Regions from separate parts of the Mus musculus genome. Here all the other regions are linked to region 1. Evidence: chromatin contacts called from public Hi-C and HiChIP or PLAC-seq data. All regions are on one chromosome and are shown on one strand. The core of a region is the stretch at or near the end of the contact, and the rest is flanking DNA. Distances in the headings are between cores, read along the strand shown.

What was found. Hi-C and Micro-C count contacts between places; a contact is called where the count stands out from the background. HiChIP or PLAC-seq counts read pairs in DNA pulled down with a chosen protein or histone mark.
Region 2: a contact with region 1 is called in a Hi-C map of regulatory T cells, with 3 times the contacts expected there. The contact joins the enhancer-like site here to the promoter of St8sia4 in region 1. A contact is called at or near these places in 6 of 39 promoter capture datasets (the C10 cell line, the HPC-7 cell line, HPC-7-derived erythroid cells and 3 more), 2 of 15 datasets of contacts at CTCF or cohesin (the G1E-ER4 cell line and pro-B cells), 32 of 484 Hi-C or Micro-C datasets (B cells, the BV-2 cell line, the Ba/F3 cell line and 19 more), 12 of 115 datasets of contacts at active chromatin or transcription factors (the 230-238 cell line, CD8 T cells, the HPC-7 cell line and 7 more) and 2 of 9 other capture datasets (adipose tissue and liver).
Region 3: a BATF HiChIP or PLAC-seq map of CD8 T cells shows a contact between it and region 1, with 11 read pairs. The contact joins the enhancer-like site here to the promoter of St8sia4 in region 1. A contact is called at or near these places in 2 of 39 promoter capture datasets (the HPC-7 cell line and neutrophils), 5 of 484 Hi-C or Micro-C datasets (the G1E-ER4 cell line, granulocytes, group 2 innate lymphoid cells and 1 more), 5 of 115 datasets of contacts at active chromatin or transcription factors (CD8 T cells, the SCID.adh cell line, bone marrow-derived macrophages and 2 more) and 2 of 9 other capture datasets (adipose tissue and liver).

The regions. Positions count from the first base shown.
Region 1 is chr1:95,666,080-95,668,924 of GRCm38.p6, reverse strand. It overlaps St8sia4 (ST8 alpha-N-acetyl-neuraminide alpha-2,8-sialyltransferase 4), which reads left to right and starts at 1,331. Exons shown (of 5, transcript NM_009183.2): 1 at 1,331-1,776. The coding sequence starts at 1,664. It overlaps Gm30431 (predicted gene, 30431), which reads right to left and starts at 1,224. Exons shown (of 4, transcript NR_166710.1): 1 at 769-1,224.
Region 2 is chr1:95,743,116-95,745,952 of GRCm38.p6, reverse strand. No RefSeq gene overlaps it. Among named protein-coding and RNA genes, the nearest start is that of 4930598F16Rik, 28 kb to the right of the region's middle. Within about 2 kb of position 1,357, at least 9 of the 459 cell types and tissues checked have an H3K27ac peak or open chromatin away from gene starts, as enhancers often do. A contact at or near this core is called in the G1E-ER4 cell line, group 2 innate lymphoid cells and regulatory T cells, where this site is marked.
Region 3 is chr1:95,571,185-95,574,123 of GRCm38.p6, reverse strand. No RefSeq gene overlaps it. Among named protein-coding and RNA genes, the nearest start is that of St8sia4, 95 kb to the left of the region's middle. Within about 2 kb of position 1,318, at least 57 of the 459 cell types and tissues checked have an H3K27ac peak or open chromatin away from gene starts, as enhancers often do. A contact at or near this core is called in CD8 T cells, the G1E-ER4 cell line, the HPC-7 cell line and 5 more, where this site is marked.

The DNA.
Region 1 (2,845 bases), core at 82-2,581:
TACTTTTAAAGACCTCAGCAGCTAGGCAAAGGTTCTAGAACCTCGGGTTTTAAGCAAGGGTCATGTCTTTCTACTTAATGCTGCTCCTTGAGTCACTCTGAATTCTTCCTAAGTCCAAGGATACCCAAATCCTGGTGGTGAGCCTTCTCATTTGCTGATGTGGAAAGTGCAAACTTAATGGGCTAATGGACTAGCAAAGGTACTGCTCAGTGAAGGAGCAGGAAGTCAGACTTCAGAGCCTCTGGAATCCTGGGGCCAAGGCACACAGATAGGAAGGAGTCTGGTTTCCAGGCTCTGTCTCCTGCTGAGGAAGCATGTAGATGTTAGGTGTGATAAGCCTGAGCAGTCAGCTCTCTTGAATGTGCCAGAAACTAGGAATGGAGAGGTGCTCAGCTAGAATACTCAGAAAGCGCGCCAGCTGCACAATACAATAGAAGTAAAAAAAAAAAAAAAAAAAAAAAAAAAAAAAAAAAAAAAAAGGTAGGCGGGAAGAGGGGTGAAAATCAGAGCCCAATACACTTCAGTTGGATTTTCAAGAGGAGCCTGCCTTTCCTGCTTTTTACCCTTCCTTTCTTCTTCCCTAGGATTACGAATGTGTTGGTGGGTGTGCCGGAGGACGCTGCCTTTTCTCAGAATTCTGGTCTCAGCAGTGAAGTTTAAATGGCATTGGATTTGCCTTCACTTCGTGAGGAGTTTCCAAACGACAACGCGTGGGTCACAGAAGTGTCCATAATGTTCGTAAGGATGCCTCCGACTTCACTTGCTTACCTCAAGCTTCAAGCTGGGATCCTCATTACCCATCCACTCTGCGGGCGAGATCAGCTCATCAGCTCCTGTGAATAATCGTATTTTCCAGACAGAGTTGTGCACTGAATAATGAACGTTCCCCTTCCACTTCCCTGTTGGATTTCACTGTGCTTCGGTCGGGTTTATTCGCCCGTGCGTTTACGTATGTTTAGCAAACACGCTTTGAATGATAGGCTGCTTTCTCGAGCTATCCTTATCCCTAGCCATTGCGTTCCTCTGGTGGGATGAGTCTCATCTTTCTCAGATGAGATGAATGCTGGTGTCGAAGCTGGCGGATCTGGAGCCTTGACGTTTGGGCGTCCTAGGAGATAGTGTGGTTCTGTGTGTGTCTGTGGTTTGGGGGCATGTGCGCAAGAACGCGTCCGCGTGCGACTGTGAGCTTCCTCCACCCGGCATAGTGCAGACCGAGCTCACAACGACTCTCCGAGCAGCCGCCAGTAACGCAAGGCAACAGCAGCCTCCGCCCCCTCAGCACGGTGATTGGCTGGCCTTGCTTATCGTTTCCCTGCTACGGCGAGGAAAGGGCCAGTGACGCCCCCGAGCCCAGCTGCAGAAGAAACCGCCACCTCCAATGCACAAGGTGTCACATTTGAAAAGAAACCTGAGCCCCAGGGAGGCGGCGCAGAGCGACCCGGGCCCGGTAAGCGCTAACTGCGCGGCAGGGAGCTGGGCAGCGCTGGAGAACCGGGAGAGCTCCACCGCTGAACATCCTAGCGACCTGATTCTGGGATCTCGGCTCCACGCTCCCTTCGCAATTTTCAGATTTCTCCCCCTTGATTATCATCCCAAAACGGAGCCTTTATACCAGGAGAAGGTGCCTGAGCTGGGACAACCAGGACTTTCCCGGGCACCCAAGATGCGCTCAATTAGAAAACGGTGGACCATCTGCACTATAAGTCTACTCCTGATCTTTTATAAGACAAAAGAAATAGCCAGAACTGAGGAGCACCAAGAGACGCAACTCATCGGGTAAATGCATGTTCAAGGATATGACACCAAATCAAGCCATAGTGAAGTGTGCTTAGAGCCGGGAGAGTGACGTTTTTGGAGTGCTGTGTGTATTGGTTTGGGCGTGCTTGTGCAGAGTGTCATGAATTAAATAACAAAGGCTCTTTGGAGGTGTGTGTGCATGTTTCCCATGCTGGTTCTAGGATGAGTTTAACTTGCCCTGTGCAATGGTGGTGGTGGTGGTGGTGGTGGTGGTGGTGGTGGTGGTGGTGGTGGTGAAAGATGTATTGGCACAGGGTGCAGCTCACCAAAGAAGTCACTGCAGAAGTGTCAACAAAGAACGAGTGCCCTTGTCAGTTTAACGCTTGAGCAGAATTCAGAGATGTCTTTACTCCTCAAGCCTTCTCTTTCTTTCTTTCCTTCTGTGTCCCGCCAGTCTATGAGGACACCATAAAAAGCGGCGTTCTCCAAAGTTTATGGTCACAGAAGTGAAGTGGGTCTTTACTCTTTTTTGTTTGTTTTTGTTGGGGGAGGGGACGCCTGTAAGATCTATTTTCTTTCTTTCTTTCTTTCTTTCTTTCTTTCTTTCTTTCTTTCTTTAAGTTAGACATTTCAGTATCAATAAGGAAAATTCCTTATTCACTCCTCTACGTATAAAACTCCCGGGTTTCATGGTTACAGTTTTAGAAGGGAACTGGGAACTGCGCCTTTACAGACCATATCTGCTCTTTTTTTTTGAGTTTGTCAAGATGTGATCAAAATCTCCGCCCCATTAAGTTCTGTAAATATCTCACTTCCTTCCTCTCTCCCCTGGCTTCTCTGCCTTTGAAGTCTATCCGGGAGCAGAGCGAGCGATTTGTAACTTCTTGTCTCTGACAAGGCTTGGAAGCGCACATCTGAGGATATGGCCCTGTTGTCAACTCTGTTAAAAGTCCTGTTTCGGAAATCCTCCCAAGTCCGGAGCTTTCCACAGTCGGAAACTGCACTGGCTGAGATTTCCTTCTGTTTTTACATTGTCTCTGGCATCTTTGAAACGAAGAAGGATGCTTTGGCATTTTTGTGTGTGCGCGGTTTTGTGTGGGGGGCGGGG
Region 2 (2,837 bases), core at 108-2,607, 77 kb before region 1:
TGCTTCCTCTGGAGACAATCCAAGGTGAGTCTAGTCTGCACTTTCTGTCATATGTGTCCTGTCCTGTGCAATGTTTCTGCAATACATATTTATGGATATAAAGATGTGTGTGTGTTTTGTTATGTGTATTTGCTTTTCCCAGCATTCATATGAAGATAGATAATGACTCCACAGAGAAAAAAAATCACCAGCTCTTAGCTCAAATTAACATTAATTTTTGTTCAATGGTGTTTAATATATATTATATAATGTGCTTTCACTGACTAGTAGAAGTAAGCACATGATGAGAGAACCGAATACTTTCAAGTCTTTCACAACATTAATGTAACATTTTAATAAAAAGAAATGATATTTCCTGTAAAATAATAAAAGAAAATAATATTAGTACAAAGTTTAACCAAAGATCTACACGTTTTGAAATTTGTTTTTCTTTTTATTTTAATATGTGCTATCTCTTTAAGGAGAATATAATCTAATACAGAGATCTTTTTGAGACCCAAAATTATTTTTCTTGTATCTATTTATGAATACATACTCAGATCCGCTGTAAATGTTACTTTTATTTCCTCAGATGAAGTGATAAGATGAGACCTGTACCCAAGCTGTACTAATACATGGCTTGAGATGAGCCCAGAACATTTCTTTCTGTTTTCTATCTGTCCCTCAGCCTAGGCCTGGAAGCTTCTACCCTCCATACAATCTAATCTTTGAAGATGACTGATTCAATCTGGCTTCTCTTGGCTTCACACTGACTTACTATGCTTGACCTCATACCAATGTTGGCAATGCATTCTAATCTTCTGGTTCCTTCTCTCTCTCTGGTTTGTTCTGTCTTCACCTGTGTCTAGCTTGCTCTCTCTGCCACCTGTCTTTATAAAATGGTCCTACTAAAACTGCCACACACATCTTTTTCTCTCCACTTCTCTTCCCTGTGCTGTTGTTGAGTAAGTTGGGCATATCCTATCTCTGACTCATTGTGTCGAATCTTTTTGATTCATCACTTTGTCTGCCCCTGAATTAGATCAATTAGATGTCCATTTCAAACATGGCTGCTTTCTTCTACAAATTATCTTTGCCTTCATTGTTAAGGATTAAAGGTGTGTACTACTGGTGTGTCTGTATTCCAGCCAGATCATACTGTAATCCAAGGTGTGTGTGCATTCTGGCCAGATCATATCTTTGGATTTGATCCCTTGCCAGCTAAGTCACGTTGCTGGATTTAAATTCCTCTACAATTCACACAATTTATTACTCTTTTCTATGTTTCTTTACTTTTTTATATTCACACACACAGGAAACCTTATCATTTCCTCCCTAACTCTGTGGCTTTCTTGATAAAAGTTAATCAGATTAAAGCAATGTATGCAAGATACATTTCTCTTAGCCCAGAATAAAACAAAACACAGACAATAACAAATATATACTGTTGAGGGGGTGTATTAAAACACATGGTAAGCCTCATAATTTTTTATGTTTCATGTTATTTATAAACGTTTTTTAATTCAGAGGTTATTACTCTTTATCCTTACTTCTGCATATGAGCCTGTAATCTTCCAAACTAAAGCCTGTCTTCTGAGAGTTATGTGGGACACCTTATTAATTTGTTTGATTCACATTGTTCTGGGGCCATTTGGAATAGTTAACTTCATTACTTCAGAAAGTAAGTTTTCAGAGACCTTTGTTCATATTCTAAAACATTCTGCTTACTTAGACAGGGAAGTCTTCTTGTACAAGCATTGCGTTTTATTACCTCTCTGACAGAAAAATAAGACAGAATTGAGAAAAAAAAAACACAAAAAATAATCGATAAATTATCATCATTTAGGACACTAGAGTATGATAAAATAGATAAGTGATCCCTAATTCCTTCTTCACTTGGGTTATTTCCAACATATAAATAGATGCATACATAAATATATACATACTTATACATATGCATAAGTGTATATATGCACAGGAACACACACACAAACACACACACTTATCTTTTTGCTGGACCAGAGTGATGCCTCATTGGTCTGGAGTACTTGTTCCTCTTCCAAACCAAGGTTTGATTCTCAACACTGACCTGCTAGCTCACAACCATCTGTAACACCAGTTTCAGTGGGTTCAGACTTCACTTTTGATCTCTATAGACACTGAACAAATGGGATGCATATACGTACAATTTGGCAAAATATCTGAACACATAAAGCAAAGTTTAAAAAACATATTTTTTATATTATTCCACCACAAATAACGATCAACATTTGTCTTAGGGTTTCCATTGTTGTGAAGAGATATCAAGACCAAGACAAAACTTATAAATGACAACATTTAATTGAAGCTAATTTGCAGGTTCAGAGAAATTCAGTCAATTATCATCAAGTGTAGAAACATGGCAGCCACCAAGCACGAATGGTGCTGGAGAAGGAACTGAGAGTTCTACATGGTTTTTTTTTTTTTGGAAGGGAACCAAGAAAAGATTGTCTTTAAGCAGCAAGGAGAGCCTACCCCTACAATGAAAGACTTCCTCCAATAATGCAACATCATCTACAACAAGGACAAACCTACACCAACAACCCACCTCCTAATAGTGCTACTCCCTGGGCCAAACATATTTAAATCACTAAAGCATTAAATTGCAAATATGTTTGAAATGTAAGAAGGTGCAGAGATATTACACCATTGTTACAGATTCCTCAAAGTGAGCTTAGTAAACACTGCTTAGGAAAGGGCTCCCAAATATCACTAGGAGACACAGCTCCTGGAAGTTCACTAAATAGTTTCTTCAAAGTAAAAACATGCCGGTCAGTGGCTGTGTATGCCTTTAATCCCACACTTGGGAGGCAGAGGCA
Region 3 (2,939 bases), core at 69-2,568, 95 kb after region 1:
GAGGAGGTAGAAGTATTGGAAGAGCCTTCAAGAGGAGGTAGAAGTATTGGAAGAGCCAAATTAGAGTATCTGCTGTGAGCTAGTATCTCATATTACTATCAGAAGGTATATCCCAGAAAGTCTCACCCATATGACTGCATAACCTGGGTTGAACAAAGATAACAATATGAAACATACAGATGTAGATTGGGGGAAGCTCCCAAAGCTCCAGTTCTCCACAAAGATCTGTGGGCAACTAAGGAAATCCCAGAGTGGGAGAAGTGGTCATGCTCATGGAAGAACACATTAATTTTGTTCTCTGTGGCAAATAAACAGCTCTGAAAATATACCTACAAGTAATAATATACACAACGAGGTGTGTGTGTAACAAGAATCAATGATAAAAAGAAAGATCACCAATGTGCAGTCAAGTGTTCAACCACTCAACTATACTCTCAACACCATGGATTTGAGAAAGGATAGGGGAGTTATATGACAGAGTCTGGTGATAGAAAATGGAAGCAGAAATTATGTAATTACCTTTTAACTTCAAAAGAAAGAATGTAATACCATCATCCCCCATGGGTAGCTGGCTGGATTTAGATAGTACAGGGTGACAAGTACAGAGGAAATAGGTATAGTGATCTCAAAGGTCACTATGAAGTAAAATAAGTGATGGATTTAGAAAGTTCATTAAAACATATTGCTAGCTAACACATGACAAAAAGGAGTGAGGGGGATATCACTACATTCACACAGTTCACACGCTTCTGCTTCTGTGCTGAGAAGGCAAGGAAGTGTCTGGATCAAGCTGATCAGCTACTGGCCCAGAGAGCGGGGTAGAACAATCCTTTCAAAACGCAAAAAGATTCTAGCAAGGAGATTGCTTCATCAAATCCCTGAAGGGAAAAAAATCGGTATCTATACATAAAGAAATATCTTCCCAAATATTTCTGAACTTTTCTGGAGTACATTCGTGTTAGTTGATTGCAGCACATTTTAAGACTGTACATGCCGTCGTTGTTGATTTGTGGGGACTTTCATAATACATAACCGGAAAGTGAATAAGCAAAAGCTAGAGGGAAAGCCACAGGTCTGCGGTGAATTTGTCTTTCTCACTCATTTGCTATAAAATCAATCTAGTTTTTTAAAAAATTCTTTCCTGTTGTGTTAATTGCCTATTTGCTTATAGTAAAACCAGCCTGACAAAGGCTACCTATAGAAATAAGGATTGATTTGGGATTATAGTTCTATCAAACAGTTCAAAATGACAAAGATGAGATTGCATCAGGCAGCCAGAGAAGACAGCTCATTGACCAGCTAGAAGCTGAGAGAGGAAAACAGAAGCACATCAAAGCTATAATCTCCAATGAGTTCTTACTCCCACAAGGCTACTTCCTAAAGGTTTTGTATCCTCCATGGAACAGCAACTGGGGACCAAGTATTCCAATGCCTGAACCTATGTGGGAATTCTTTCCTCAAACTGCCTAACTTGTTAACTATAGAAAGTTATAATGCTGTCAAAGACTCTAATATCTGACACAGCTAAGATCCAGTAATTGATAGAATATGATTTTAATATTTAGAAAAATTTTATGATGCACCAGTAGGACTAGTTATGAAACTATAAAAAGCTAGCTGCCCCAATCCCAGAAAATGAAGCAATATTGCCATGTAATTAAAACACTCAAGAATTTAGAGTCCTTCATTTTCCTTGATAATTTACAACATCTTTATATTTTTCAATGACATGTGGCTTATGCTGCATGATTTTTAGCAAGAATAAAAGATGAATTGTGAGTCATCAGATACTGTTGGATATTTCTCTTATCATTTTGTTTGTTGGTGCTATTTCTACAAATACTTATATTTTTAAATTTTTATTTGATATTCTAGACCATGAACAAACATTTTTCAAAGTACGTTTCTGTTTAAATGCTCAGATAAAAAAACAAAACAAAAAACAACAACAACAAAAAAAAACTTCTCTGATGGCATCCTCTTAACGATTTTCCAGATGCAACACCAGTCTCTCTGCATGGGTCAAAATGTGCTCCCTATGCACACCTGCATATCTCAAGTAAAAAAGTTCTGTTAATTATAGGTTGGTTCTCTAGGTAAGCATTTTTCCTCACTGCAAGCATTTAAATCTATTTGCTCCAAAGGAAACAGGCTATCTTAAGGAGAAAATACATGCAGGTGACGAGAACCCTGATTGTATTAAATGATAGCTATTATAGATCTAAATGTAGTTTTATGATACTCTATGCCCATCACTTTTCAGAAACTTTTTCTGGTCTCTTTTGGTTTCTTGGTGCTTAAACTTTATGGGCTATAAGGTAATAACTACTTTTTGTGGCCCGTGAGTATACAACTGAGAACTTTGCAACAAAATACAGAGTAACAAGGGAAAATGCACAAGTTTAAAATATGTGACATACAGCATAGTAGCCCTTAGAAATGATGACTCAGAGAACTTAAGAAAAACTAATTTCGTGTTTAGGTTTGGTAACCAGTTTGGTAATCATGGGAAAACCTTGAGAAGTAAGTTTGAAGAGCCCAGGAGAAACTTAATCTAGACCAGTTTTTTTCAGATTATTTTATTTGTCATAAAATTTTAAAAATAAGGTATTTCTTCCTCTGGGAATAGCAAAGGTCCCTTCTGAATGAGGATCTCATGGCCTACTCCTTGAGAGACATATGACCATATGGCCTTATAGTTATATAGAACATATGGCCTTATAGTTATATAGAACATGTGTCCTTATAGTTTTATGTTCTGCTTCGGGAGGAGGTGAGTACTTCCTGTTTTTCATATTTTCTCAGTACTCCATTGACCACATGCCCAAACTTTATCACATCTGGCCCTGGTTCATTACTTTAAGATCTTAAGTGTGCCACAATTTTTCTATTGCCTTTGGTTAATCTCTTTAAGTTAAATCACACTTCCAGTCACCCAC